Regions from separate parts of the Mus musculus genome. Here region 1 is linked to region 2. A link is a contact called in public Hi-C data. All regions are on one chromosome and are shown on one strand. The core of a region is the stretch at or near the end of the contact, and the rest is flanking DNA. Distances in the headings are between cores, read along the strand shown.

Region 1 (2,700 bases), core at 145-2,644, 120 kb before region 2:
CCATCATCTGTCTGTCTGTCTGTCTGCCCGCCCACCTGGATCTTGTTCCGTACTTTGCCTTGTATGGACTTTACAGTCTCTCATCCAGTCAGGACAGGATGGCCCAACCCAGAGGCCCAGCTGAACTCTGACTCCATATCTTTATGCTGGGAACCCTCGCACCACCAATAGGATGGGTTACCTAATGCCTGAAGAGACTTGTCTAATGCCTGAAGAGACTTGTCTTGAATTTCTCTTAGCTTCCTCCTTCAATCCCTCAGAGAGGCCTTTAGAAGGCCTTCAACTCTGTAGCAGCCCCTTGAGCCCTCTTGTGGCATTCTGTCCCCCCCCCACTACTCATCTACATATGTACATATATATTACACACATATTACGGTGTGTAATCTGAGAGTTACTATTAGCTAATATTACAATAAAAAACTCAGTGTGTTTTGCAGTGGCCAGCTGGCAAAGAGAATTAGGTCTACTTTGCAGGCTGTAGCCCATGCAACTAACAGAGCCGCTCAGTACGTTCCGAAGCTGTGGACAGGCAGAAGCACGCATATCTGCACTGCTCACAAACGAGTGCCCACAGTTGACTTCCCGTTGTTCTTGGAATTCAAGGTAACTTAAAAAAAATCCCAAGGAGGCAAACATAGAGCCATGGAGGGAGATGATAGAGAGAGTCAGGCTACTGACTGACTCTTGCCTTCCTTCTCAGAGAGGAAGTCCAACTGGAGAAGGGTCATAGGTAAGAGAGCAGAGGTCACGGGGAGAGGCAGGCAGTTGGTCATGAAGCGTGAACAGTCAGAAGAGTTCCAAGGACGAAGAGATGGGAAGTCCAGGGCGATGGTAGGGGGAGGGGCCTCAGCGGCAGCAGGAAAGCTTGCTCAAAGCAGACCTGATGTAAAGATGTCAGAGAGTCATTGGGTTCTTTACAGCCTTCTTGGAAGTGAGAGAGAGAGAGAGTGTCAGACAGTAGGGGGATCAAGGAAAAGGAAAGGAACTAATTTTTGTTCCTTCTTGAGTCCACTAACCATCACGTGAGGGTGTCTACACATATGTTTTGAAGTGCTAATGATCAGAGGGGCATCTCTGGGTATTACATTATTCATTTGAGAACATCAGTGCCCAGAGAGGTTAACTGACTTGCTCAGGGTCACACAGCTGGTAGATACAGAGCCAACGGAAAGGAAAGAATGGTAATTGAACACAGGTTCAGGAAGCCTGGCAAAGGAATCAGCTGGGTGTGGCCTGTGTGACTGATGGGTTGGTGTGGAGGAAGGCAAGTGATGCCTTTGTCATGCCCCTGGGCACCACAGGAGCTAGTTGTTCACTCTCAAGCTGTGTGTCTGTCAGGGCATGCTCAGAGTGTTTACACAGGACACATTTCTAGCTCTCAGAGGACATCCCAACTATAAACGGAGATTATAGCTCAGCTCTCAGATGCCTGAGAGCCAGGCACTGGCTGACACTGGGATGGAGAACAGGGACTTGTTGTTTATATGACTCTCCATCTGGACAGCAAAGCCATGTTGGAGGGAAGGCCTTAGCTGAAGCTTAGACTGCCTCCCTGCTCCCTCCACGCCTGCTACTTGCCTAAGCACACAGTAGGGGAGAGGAGGCAAGGACTCGGAACAGGGCAGCATGTCCCCCACCCCAGGGGCTGAAGAAGGCCAGGGGTGGCTGAATGTCAACAGGACAGGCAGGAGTGAAGGACCTCTTTATTGTCAAGAAAGGTTTAGATGAGATAGCTAGGAACACTTCCTCTTCAGAAGAGATGAGGGATAGAAGTAAGTGTGAACTCAGTGGTCAAAAGGCCGTTAGGAGCATTCTGGGGTGGGGGTGGGGTGGGTAAGGTGGGGTGGGATAGGAGTGGGGATGGGGTGGGGGTGGGTGAGATGGAGTGGGGTGGGGTGAGGTGGGAGGTGAGGTGGGGGTGGGATTGGGGTGGGGTGTGGGTGAGGTGAGGAGTGGGTGGGGTGGGGGTGGGTGAGATGGGGTGGGGGTGAGGTGGGAGTGGGGATGGGAATGGCATTGTTATGGGAGATGACAGATGAAGGTGACCATCTCCCAGACTCCATATTATGTCCTCCACTCCAATCTATCAGTCACGCAGGCCACACCCATGTTCCATTTGAGCAAGGGAAGAAAACTGGGGTAGGCTTGAACCCTTGAATGCTTTCAGGGGACACAGGTATGACCATAGGTCTAAAGTTTCTTTGTTCAATATCACTGTGGCACCTGAAAGCCCAGAACAGTAGGAGGTAACCTGAAGCCATTTTCTTTTATGTAGGGTGCTTTCTCTATTATTCTGGTTTTGGCTAATTTGCAAAATTACTGCCATTGTATATTGGCCTGAGAGACAGTGCAGCTTGCAGAGCGACTCTTAGTAGATGGACATTATGCATCAGGCCATCTTGGGTGACTACTGTAAAATACGGAGGGAAAATGTTTATTAAGCTCATGGTTTAGAGCAGGCAGCTTCGATGGCTTGGCCACTGTTGAAGGCACTAGAGGATAGCCAGCCTGTCATGATAGAAGCATGCACAGGAGCTAATGGTCCATTCTGGAACCAGAGCAAAGAGTGGCCTGACTGGAATCTCGCACAGATGAGACTTTCAGGACAGTGACAGGAGGGGAGGGCTCAGCAACAGCAAGAAAATAATATGTAGAACAGACTTAATTTGGGGGTAACAGCCTATCTCCATCATTGTCTCA
Region 2 (2,700 bases), core at 55-2,554:
TTCTGCAGAACCTATGTATGGACTTCTCATTATTTCAAGCAAGAGAACCTTGTGGAAACTTCCAGTGCCACAGAGGCGGGAGCATGAGCTTGCAAAGCCTTCTCTGCAGTCGCTGCCGCAGGGACAGCTCTGTTGGCCCAAGCTCAGGTCAGAACAGGCACCAGGGATGGAGAAGCTAGGTTCCCTGAGGGAGAAAGGCCAGTCAGTGCAGAGGAAATGGCTCTGTGGCAGGATAGAGTGGCCTTGCTCAGTGGGAGCCCCTAACCATATGACTAGGTACCTATTACCACTCTATCATCTGGGAACAAAAGCTGCTCCTGACTCTAGAGGCAGCGACCAAGAAGTGAGGGCTCTCTGGGTCTGTGACAAATTATGTCATTGTCCTTGACCTAACAGTGAAGTCACCTACCTCTCAGCCACTAAGTGGCAGAAACGTGCCTGACTAGGCCCTCCATTCTCAGGACATCTGACCTCTCTGCCACTTTGACCTTCACGAGAGCCCAGCTGCCTGCACTCACCCAGGCTATCTGCCGAGGTCCCTGTCCTTGGCCTCTGCTGAGCCCTGCCCCCTTCCACATCTGAATGAGCTAGGGTCTGAGGGATACCGCGCTGGAAGAGAGACCAGCCTGAAGCTTTTCCCTTTAGGTCTGAGTTAGTCCTCCCAAACCCTTGAAAGGGAGCAGCTGAGGGCATATTTTACTTCAGGCACACAGTCTAGTTTTCTTTATACCCACCCTTGTCATTTCTGGACAGTGGAGCAGCCAGAATTGAATCTCTAGGAGCTGGGAGAAAGGGTATAGAGGTGACTTCCAAAGAGCAATAGAGACTAGAACTCCCCGAGTGTGGCAGATTGCAGAGAGCTGGGTGACAGCATCGCCCTCCCCCTCTACCTCCACCTCCAGAGATGAGGTAAGGGGCCTTCCCAGATGCTAGCTCCTTCCATCCCATCTGAGGGAATGAAGGGCCTGAATGTGCTCAGGTCCCTGGTCAGATTAGAGATTGACTTCGAGCATTAAAAGAGGTAAGACGTTTGGCAGTCAGTGGTGTTTGTATGTTTCAACCTCCCCCGGTGTTCAACTGCCACCTCTAAGTCTCAGACTTCATGCCTTCCCAAATCCCTAGTCTCACGGTGGGCAGAAGCCAGACGGCCTGCCTGGGTTGCAATCCCAGCCCAGTCACATTCCAGTGGAGTGCCTATCAGCTGGTTAACTAGCCATTCTTATTCTCAGTCCCTTGACCTATAAATGCAGCATCACTGTGTTCATCGCCTGCCTTGAGATGCCTGAGGGACCAGCTGAAGTGAGACAAGGACACAGGCACCCAGGACAGTTCACTGGCCCAGCCAGACAACACATGCTACTAATCCACGCCTCAGCAGCTTCCTGGTTGGTTATCCTGCCTCCTTCTGTAGGAAGCAGCAACGTGTAGGAGCTGACTCAACACTACCTCTCCATTTTGGTGACATTGCTTGGAATCAAAACATGGAGAGGGCTTCAGTGCTTTGGTTAGGGGATCCCGCTGCCTCAACAACAGAATATGTAAGGCTCACTTCAGCGCCCAACACACTTAGGGTTAGGACCCAAGATGTCCATTTCATAACCCCACCCCACCCCTGCCCCATTTAGTACCTATGTAGCAGTCCCTGAGCTGGACGGATATTGGCAGAGCAATTTAACATTTCCCTCAGCCTGATGCCCAAGGTGCCTTTGCAGCTAGGGCGACAGAGCGGCTGGTGTTGCCTTGAAAATATGGGACACATCTGCCCCCTCGTGGCAGGGTCAGGAACGACGACAGCTACTTCCTGCTAGGCTTGGCAGCCTGGTGGCCAGACTTGAAGACTGACTTTGGGTCACCAAGGGTTGCAGATCCAAGCTGAGCCACAAGGTGGGGGCACACTCCAGGCCTTAGTCTTGAATTTCACCCACTTAATTATTTGCTTATTTTCTTTTCACTCAGCAAATATGGAGTGCCTACATGTGAGAGTATGGCTCCAAGCAGCAGGGATGTAGCTGTGGCTAAGAGAGCCACTTGACACCCACCTCTTCACTAAGATGTGAAATCTGGTGATTGCACACACAGAAGCACCTCCCAAAGAGCCGAGAACCAGGCAAGAGACCACAGGGTGATGTAGCTGCTCCTGTCTTGGGTTCTAGGAGTTAAAGAGGTAGCTGTACTCTCATTAGGCACCAAACACACATAAACTCAAAACGTCAGGCATTCTCCCCACACATTTGTTAGACCACCTATGATCAAGAGCAAAAAGGCTAGCAAGCATGGCTGAGGATCTGAGAAGGCAGAGGCCAGACACTGTTGGTGGGAACATGGATATGCTTGTGGATATGCAGTGTTTTGTTTTTAAAAACAAGTTAAAAACAGATCTACATTATCCCAGTCCAGGGTCATGCCTGTGTCCAAAGGAAATGAAGTTAGCATGTTGAAGAACCACTTGCCCAAGGTGTTCCTTTTAACTCTGTGCAGTGTAGCAAGACCTAGAATCATTATAGTGTCTATTGAAAAGGGTAAAGTGTGTGTGTGTGTGTGTGTGTGTGTGTGTGAGAGAGAGAGAGAGAGAGAGAGAGAGGTGGAGAGAGAGAGAGAAAGAGAGAGAGAGAAAGAGAGAGAGAGAGAGAGTCCATTTACATTGGATACCTAAAGTTTTCCTCCCATGTACAGAATGTGGAGCAGGCTGGAGGTGGGACT

Evidence for each region. Hi-C and Micro-C count contacts between places; a contact is called where the count stands out from the background.
Region 1: a Hi-C map of cerebral cortex shows a contact between it and region 2, with 3 times the contacts expected there. The contact joins two enhancer-like sites. A contact is called at or near these places in 3 of 15 datasets of contacts at CTCF or cohesin (the NIH/3T3 cell line, embryonic stem cells and stem cell-derived epiblast-like cells), 46 of 484 Hi-C or Micro-C datasets (the C2C12 cell line, the C3H10T1/2 cell line, LSK cells and 27 more) and 8 of 115 datasets of contacts at active chromatin or transcription factors (the NIH/3T3 cell line, embryonic basal ganglia, embryonic fibroblasts and 2 more).

What each region holds. Positions count from the first base shown.
Region 1 is chr6:126,684,050-126,686,749 of GRCm38.p6, reverse strand. No RefSeq gene overlaps it. Among named protein-coding and RNA genes, the nearest start is that of Gm33581, 31 kb to the left of the region's middle. Within about 2 kb of position 1,394, at least 18 of the 459 cell types and tissues checked have an H3K27ac peak or open chromatin away from gene starts, as enhancers often do. A contact at or near this core is called in cerebral cortex, where this site is marked.
Region 2 is chr6:126,563,120-126,565,819 of GRCm38.p6, reverse strand. Gm33449 (a long non-coding RNA gene) reads left to right here. Exons shown (of 2, transcript XR_378038.3): 2 at 1-1,781. Among named protein-coding and RNA genes, the nearest start is that of Gm33320, 5.9 kb to the right of the region's middle. Within about 2 kb of position 1,304, at least 19 of the 459 cell types and tissues checked have an H3K27ac peak or open chromatin away from gene starts, as enhancers often do. A contact at or near this core is called in cerebral cortex, where this site is marked.